Regions from separate parts of the Mus musculus genome. Here all the other regions are linked to region 1. A link is a contact called in public Hi-C and HiChIP or PLAC-seq data. All regions are on one chromosome and are shown on one strand. The core of a region is the stretch at or near the end of the contact, and the rest is flanking DNA. Distances in the headings are between cores, read along the strand shown. Region 1 overlaps Wscd2 (WSC domain containing 2). Region 2 overlaps Cmklr1 (chemokine-like receptor 1). Region 3 overlaps Gm30812 (a long non-coding RNA gene).

Region 1 (2,512 bases), core at 5-2,504:
CAGTGCCTTCCAGGAGGCTGGGGAGAAAGACACACCCGTGAAGTATATATTTCCAGTCATCTCCAAATTGCTCAGCAATTACAGAACACCACAGAAGCCACGGGAGGCAGGAGCATCCCTGTGGGCCGAGACATAGCTGGGCAGAAAAGACCTCACCAGCCAGGGAATGGGTTAGAAGTGAGTTCATGGTTCTTTTTTTGTTTTGTTTTGTTTTGTTTTGTTTTTTCTTTTCCTCTCCCTAAGTTGTGCTTTGAAAAACTCAAGGAAGTATATGAGGGTTCTTGAAAATGATTTGATATTCTGTGTCACAGCACACACATGGAGGTCACAGGACACCTCGAGCAAGTTGGTTCTCTCCTTTCGTCATGTGCTCTCTGGAGATCAGAGTGAGACCTGCCCAGGTTTGGCATAGAGTGCCCTTATCAGCTAATCTATCTCCCCAGCCTCCCCAGACTTGTTACCAGTCAGACTTGAGTTTGGATCTTGGTGCTCACATAAGACAGAACAAGGAACATGGGGTCATTTAAGGCATTGGGGCTGCAAGTTCTTAGGCGTAACACGGGGTGAGAGTACCAATCCCCTCCCAACTCCTTAGTTGTTGAGAGGGCTGGTTGACATAGCAGGGACTATGCACATTACGGTGGGGGGAGGGGCAGCTGGACACCTTGCCTGGACTGCAGGACGTAGCTAAGATAGCCACAGCAGGAAGGCAGGACAGAGGTGCCTTGTCTCTCTCCAATCTTGATAGCCCATGGCCACCCCGTGGCCCTATAGCCCAAGGGCTCAGAGAGAGGTAAGGCTGGGTCAGAAGGGAGAACTGGGGGAGGCTCCTACTTATCAGTTTATTTGAAAAGGGGAAAAAAAAAAGCCATCCATTTCCAGTCCCAGCATTAATAAGCCGCTGTTGAACACGTCTTAAATTTAAATTTAGACAAACGTTCCCCCACACAAACACTCATCGCCCACACACCCCCAAGAATAAATCCACCCGGTGAAGGGGAGATGTCTATGTGGTTACATCCCAGGGGCTGGGAGCTGGGGTGTGCAGGAGTTACCTGGGGACAGGGAAAGTGCCTCTGTGTCTTTGTTGGTGGCCTTAGACGCTCCTGTCAGGAGAGCACTGGTCAGGGACTCTGACCGATCCTTCCAGGAGCACTGGACAGGGAGTCTGCCCCGCAGGGCTGGGCCAATTGAGGGGAAGGCCAATGCTCCAAAGTTAGTGGGTGGAACTGACTTCCTGTCTCAAATGCTGCCTGCCTCTCAGAGTCATTTCCTGCCTACAAAGGAAGTGGTCTCACACCTACTTCTATAGGTTTGCCCACGACCCACAGTCAGCATGGCTTTGCACCCAGAAAAGCCTTGCCTGGGTCAGTGTCCTGTTGAGGCTTCTTGTAAATTGCTAGGAGAGTGATTCTGTTGCAAGAAGAAATGGGCACCATCATTTCACACGGTCTTCTGAGAAATATCAGCTGCCCACAAGTAGTGGTGTGGGTAGGTGGAGGTTCTGTGCAGGGTACCTCAAGCTATGGTGACTTCCTCTTTTCTTTCTGTTTTGGCTTCAAGATCATTCTATAGCTGTGTGGCCTTGGCCAGGTAGATAGTGCTCTCTTCTCTTTTGGATCAAATACACACACACACACACACACACACACACAGACACACACACACACACATCATGTATACATATACATGTTTTCCAATAGTCAAACTACAGTTCATTCAATCAACAAACATCCCTTAGTACCAGCCTCATCTGCAGCCTAAAGTTGGCCACAGGGGACCAGCCTAAACTGGAGGCTGTTCTAGCAGGGAGGGCTCATCACCCCATGAACACCTACCTGCTTCACATCTGGGGAGAGTTTCTTCTCCCCTCAGGGATGTCTCCTGATCCCCCAAGACCCACTTTGGTCAGGGCAGCACACCCTGGCTTGTTCTCTCAGCACTGAGGGAGTGCCTGCTGTGGACCTCAAGAGGGTGTGGCCCCTGGCACCAGGAAGCTGGTGGCTTTATAGTTTCAGACTTGTGGTAGGTGTGGGTTTAGTCTCACCTTGCTTCAGCTTCCAGAACCTCAAAACACACAACTTCCAGCATTCAACATAAATCTGTAGGGCAGGTACTGCCCCCACCCTATCACATGGGTGAGAAACTGAAGCTTCCAAAGGTCAAGAGACGTGTTTAAGGTCATCAGTGCTGAGCCAAGGCTTTAGGCTTGTGTGCTGTGAGATACTGTCTCTCTCCCCTGTCTCTCTTTCTCTCTCTTGCCTTTCTCTCTGTCTCTGTGTGTGTGTGTGTGCACACGCGCGTGCGCACACGTGCACATGCTCCTTCTCCTGACACCCAGTCTCTTGTTTCCATAGGAACAGGCACTTAGGGATAAGTCTACTCTTTGTCTCTATGGGAGACTCTATTCAGGAAGCCTCATCTCCAGGACATCCTGGTGGGCTCTGAGAGCACACTATTTGTTTGTTTATTTGTTTGTTTTTTGAGACAGGGTTTCTCTGTGTAGCCCTGG
Region 2 (2,512 bases), core at 7-2,506, 81 kb before region 1:
ACTCTGGCTGCCTCCGGCAGGCAGGATAATTGTGTCCCTAGGCTTTGAGGGGAACTGAGGACAGGAGAGGCATGCCATGCCGGCTTCATCTGCAACCCCATGTGTATCCCTGACCTCAGCCAGATGGTTCTGGAAACTGGGGAGGGTGAGCTCCTTGGCTGGAAGGGGCAGGGCTCATAAAAATGGGACAAGAGGAAGTGTCTTAGTCATGGTTCTCTAACTGTGAAGAGACACCATGACCATGGCAACTCTTTTATTTATTTATTTTTTAAAGATTTATTTATTATTATATCTGAGTACATTGTCGCTGTCTTCAGACACACCAGAAGAGGGCGTCAGATCTCATTACAGATGGTTGTGAGCCACCATGTGGTTGCTGGGATTTGAACTCAGTACCTTCAGAAGAACAGTCAGTGTTCTTACCCACTGAGCCATCTCGCTAGCCCCCTGGCAACTCTTATAAAAGAAAACATTTAATTGGATGTTTGCTTACCATTTCAGAGGGTCAGTCTATTATGGTCATGACAGGGAGCATGGTGGCACGCAGTTAGGTGCTGGAACAGTATCCGAGAGACACATCCAGATCCATGGGCACAGAGACAGACTATGGGCTTGACATAGGCTTCTGAAACCCCTAAGCCCACGGCACCAGGGACACACACTCTCCAACAAGGCCACACCTCTTAATCCTTTCAAATAGTGCCACACCCTGGTGACTAAGCTTTCAAATATATGAGCCCATGGGGGCCGTTCTTATTGCAGTCACCCCAACAAGAATGTTTTGTTAGAGGGGAGGGCACCCCAGGAGCATCAGGAAGGGTGTGGGCTGGCTCAAAATAGTGGGTACTTTGTCCTACAACCAAGGGTAGAGGTCGGAGTGATCTGGACATGAAGCAGTCACTGGCTGAGCACCATGTGAGCTGAGCTGCCTCACCTCCATAGTGGACAGCGGTATTGTCCCTGAGGACAGTGGAGCCCAGCAGGTATGGAGGATAATGGGGTTTAGATGAGCATCTGGGTGACTGCGTAACTCAGCCGTTATCTTATCACAAGGAACTGAAAGCAGTACAGGGTAGGGTTAGATACACGAGGACCCGCGGAGGCAAGCATGGACAGCTGCATGGAGGTAAGGGAGTCACTGCTGGGATCTGCAAATGTGACCTCGAGCTTCCTTGTGGCCACATGGAAAGGGGGAGAGGTGATTAATTCAGATCACAGGTTATCAAGATAGAGGAAGTAACAGTTCAAGGGGGGGAGCCAAGTTGCTCTTAACCACAATTTCCTCAAGGGTGTTTCTCTGTGGGTGCCTTCTTCTGGTGCTACTGGAAAGCATACAGCTCTGAAGGTATAGCTTTCACAGATCGCTGCTTACAGCGAGCGACCTTAAGGGGCCCCCTGGGAAGGAGGCTCAGAGTGGGCACATTTGTGGGGTCAGAACAGGGGAGAGCTGAGCTCTCAGGATGCAAGCTCAGAGGCTCGGAGAGGTGAGACTGGGGGCTGCCCACCCTTCAGAGAAGTGGGGTGTGTGTGAGCCTTTCCTTTGAGTCCTGAGGAGCAAACTCCACTCACACTTCCCAGCTGTGTGGCTACGGGAAAGAGGCTTCACCTCTCTCTCTCTCTCTCTTTTTTTTTTTTTCCTTTCTTTTTGGTTTTTTGAGACAGGGTTTCTCTGTGTAGCCCTGGCTGTCCTGGAACTCACTCTGTAGACCAGGCTGGCCTCGAACTCAGAAATCCACCTGCCTCTGCCTCCCAAGTGCTGGGATTAAAGGCGTGCGCCACCACGCCCGGCCGGCTTCACCTCTCTTAACACGTTTTCTCATCTACCAAGCGGAGTTTTCTCTGTGGGGCCACCCGAACACTGCAGAGGTGTGTCTGGCATGGAGCCAGCACATTGGGCCTGGGTTAGCTACGTATGTAGACATGGGATGCATGTCTTTATTCCATGAACATTGTGGTGGTGGTGGTAGGGGTGTGAGGGATGTGAGGGACAGGAATATTATATCTCCTTGGAGTTGACAGAGGCCAGGCATCCATTGTGATCTTACAGTGTTCTGGGCAGCAGGAGGGAGGGGCTTGTCATGATTGACAGCACCTGGGAGTCAGGAGCCACCAGCCCTGTGCCCATGTCCTGGCCCTGAACCCAAGCAGGAGACAGATGGACTGGAACACGCCATTCCTCACGCCACCCTGGCTGGCCTTTCCCCATCTGCCTTGACAAAGGCCACGGGGGTGGGGGTGGGGTGGGGTGAGGCGCGGGGTGGGGGTGTTGGAAGGTCAATCACAGCACAGTGCGCCAGGCCAGTTCCGAGCACAGCCAGCCCTCCTTTTGAATGGATTGTTTTATCCCCTGGATCTGACCAGCCATAGATGAAGAGAATTTTGGGAAGCTGGTTATGAAGGCAGACGCCCATAATCCCAGAACTCAGAGGCAGGGGATCACTAGTTTGAAGACCACTTGATCTACAAAACAAAATTTTCTCTCTCTCCAAACAAACAAACACCAAGTAGAAAA
Region 3 (2,512 bases), core at 6-2,505, 67 kb after region 1:
TGATGAGCCAGCCATCGTTTGTCTTGACATGGAAACAATCCACACCTTGCTGGTGCTCACAGTGAGAAAGGCGAACCATATAACACTTACCCAGTGCTTGCCAGTGATCAGGAAAAAGACACAGTGGCTGTGGAGTCCCTGTGAAAGGAGCTGCAGAGCTGTGTCACTGTCGTCTGCATGGCTAGGACTGGGGGCACTGAGAACATCATCAGAAGAAGCTAGTGAGGTCTCCTGGTGCACAATCCCTAAGAGAGACAGAGAAGCCATTAGCAGCAGGAGGGCCGCACTGCAGAGATTTCTGTCCCTTGGCAAAGAGCTGAGAGAAAGCAAGAAGGTTGTGGTGTGACCTAGGGCTGGGTGGGGGGATTTCTGGGAAGGGATCCCATGTAAAACCTCAGCAGCAAATGGTGGGTCCCATCCAGACCTGTTTCTGTAGCCTGCCTGCTGCACTGCTGTGATCACAGCAGCAAAGACCCCAGTACCTTCTCTGTCCATGACTCTTGTCCTTGGCTTTGGGATTAAACTACCCCTCCCCCATGTGCCACCCCTCCTCCATTTTCCCTGCTGCTGTTACAAACACCCAACAAAAGCAACTTCAGGAAGGGAGGGTTGACCCCAGCTCAGAGTCTGAGGGTGTTTTCCATCATGGTGGGGGAGGTCGCGGTGATGGTGGGAGATGGTGGTGAAGGAGCATGAGTCAGAGGGTCACTTAGCATCTGTAGGCAGGAAGCACGAAGTGATGAATGGCAGCGCTCAGCTCATCACATTTTTATTTAGCCCTTGATACCTAAGAGCTGTGAGTGGAGGGTGGGTGGGTCTTCACTCCGCTCTGGAAACATCCTCACAGACACATTCGGGTCTCCCAGGTGACCACAAACCCACTGGAGTCACAGTGAAGGTGAACTGCTCACACCGGGGCAAGAAAAGGCTCAATCCTGCTGGTGCCCTTGTCCACACCAGGAGACCACACCCAGGCTGTTTGTTTGTCTAAGGACCATAGAAGATGGGTGAAAAAGAGCCTGCTGTTGGTTGGATGAGCCCAGAGGGTTAAGAAAGCTTATTTAGAACAGCAAATCAGAGTGGCTGGCCATGCTGCCACACTGTTGCTGTTTATCTCCAACCTTTCTAGGGCTATTTGTTACACAGTAGCCTCATCAGAACGAGAAATAGATACAAAATGGTACAAGTGCATGCTGGTGTAACCCAGCAACCAATGCTGATATAACCCAGCGCTCCCTGCTGGTGTAACCCAGCAACCAGAGACCCGGATACCGGCTCATGTTTGGTGAGGTCTGCTTCTGCCACAAGCGGTGTCCCTGGCAGGACTGACCAGCCGAGATGATTCACAGGTGCTACCTTGCTAATTTCTCTTGTTCATAGAGAATTCCCACTGGCCTCCACCTCCCAGGGATGAGCGTATCTTTGATGCTGCCTCTAGAGCATAGTGCCCAGCGTGGATCAGTCATGCCACCCACTTCTCAACCAAGTAGACACAGGTCAGCCAGGTTCCAGGTTTTGAGTGCCTCTTCACGGGGAATTCCTACAGATCACTTTGCCTGGCCTTAGGATTGTAACCAACTCCAAAGATGCGCACATATCCGAATAACCACAGAACCACATCCCTGTGCTCTGAGCTGGTCAGTAACAGAATAAACTATCTGATAATACACCAGGAATCCCAAATTAAGCTGTTTAATCCTCCCAGGATAGTACAGTCTGTGCCCTTATCATGAGATTAAAAACAAAGCAAAAGCCAGTAAAAGATTTTTAAAATCCACACTATATATAGGGCATGGTAGCTCATACCTGAAATCCCAGCCCTCTCAGATGTTGAGGCAGGAGGATTTTTATAAGTTCAAGGCCAGCCTGGACTACTAGTAAGATAAATATCTTTTAAAAAATCCATATTGCATGACTATATTAGATTTATGATTATATCCACAGTGTTAAACACACACACACACACACACACACACACACACACACACGCGACAAATGGCAAAAAAAGAAAAAAGGAAAAGAAAAAAAGAAGAAAAGAGAAGAGGGAAAGTTAGGATTTTATGGACAAAATCCATGTGGCTAAGAAACAAAGGAAAAGATGCTCACATTCCCCAGCGTTAGGAAAGTGCAAATTAAATACCCTCCTGGACTGTCAAAATGAAAGGAGTTCCAGCGCCCCCTCCTGGCCAGGGTCAGAGCAAAGGCTACATTCTTGTCTGGCAGCAGAGGATCCAGGCCTGGGGAGACTTCTAAGATGGTGCCCTTAGCCACTGTCTTAGTCAGGGTTCCTATTCCTACACAAAACACTATGACCAAGAAGCAAGTTGGGGAGGAAAGGGTTTATTCAGCTTACACTTTCCATATTGCTGTTCATTACCAAAGGAAGTCAGGACAAGAACTCAAGCAGGTCAAGAAGCAGGAGCTGATGCAGAGGCCATGGAGGGATGTTTCTTACTGGCTTGCTTCTCCTGGCTTGCTCAGCTTGCTTTCTTATAGAACCCAAGAATACCAG

Evidence for each region. Hi-C and Micro-C count contacts between places; a contact is called where the count stands out from the background. HiChIP or PLAC-seq counts read pairs in DNA pulled down with a chosen protein or histone mark.
Region 2: a contact with region 1 is called in a BATF HiChIP or PLAC-seq map of CD8 T cells, with 7 read pairs. The contact joins two enhancer-like sites. A contact is called at or near these places in 1 of 484 Hi-C or Micro-C datasets (natural killer cells), 3 of 115 datasets of contacts at active chromatin or transcription factors (CD8 T cells, effector CD8 T cells and memory CD8 T cells) and 3 of 9 other capture datasets (adipose tissue, liver and pancreatic islet).
Region 3: a contact with region 1 is called in a Hi-C map of CD8 T cells, with 2.4 times the contacts expected there. The contact joins two enhancer-like sites. A contact is called at or near these places in 3 of 39 promoter capture datasets (embryonic stem cells, second pharyngeal arch cranial neural crest and stem cell-derived epiblast-like cells), 2 of 15 datasets of contacts at CTCF or cohesin (CD8 T cells and stem cell-derived epiblast-like cells), 44 of 484 Hi-C or Micro-C datasets (the 63-12 cell line, B cells, CD4 T cells and 21 more), 6 of 115 datasets of contacts at active chromatin or transcription factors (CD8 T cells, Th17 cells, astrocytes and 3 more) and 2 of 9 other capture datasets (adipose tissue and liver).

The regions. Positions count from the first base shown.
Region 1 is chr5:113,538,518-113,541,029 of GRCm38.p6, reverse strand. The region is part of intron 1 of Wscd2 (WSC domain containing 2); the gene reads right to left. All of the region lies in intron 2 of Gm52822 (a long non-coding RNA gene), which reads left to right. Among named protein-coding and RNA genes, the nearest start is that of Gm52822, 4.4 kb to the left of the region's middle. Within about 2 kb of position 1,254, at least 36 of the 459 cell types and tissues checked have an H3K27ac peak or open chromatin away from gene starts, as enhancers often do. A contact at or near this core is called in CD8 T cells, where this site is marked.
Region 2 is chr5:113,619,950-113,622,461 of GRCm38.p6, reverse strand. All of the region lies in intron 1 of Cmklr1 (chemokine-like receptor 1), which reads left to right. Among named protein-coding and RNA genes, the nearest start is that of Gm42002, 18 kb to the right of the region's middle. Within about 2 kb of position 1,256, at least 29 of the 459 cell types and tissues checked have an H3K27ac peak or open chromatin away from gene starts, as enhancers often do. A contact at or near this core is called in CD8 T cells, where this site is marked.
Region 3 is chr5:113,471,279-113,473,790 of GRCm38.p6, reverse strand. Gm30812 (a long non-coding RNA gene) reads right to left here. Exons shown (of 3, transcript XR_389557.3): 2 at 91-245. Among named protein-coding and RNA genes, the nearest start is that of Gm30812, 7.8 kb to the right of the region's middle. Within about 2 kb of position 1,255, at least 6 of the 459 cell types and tissues checked have an H3K27ac peak or open chromatin away from gene starts, as enhancers often do. A contact at or near this core is called in CD8 T cells, where this site is marked.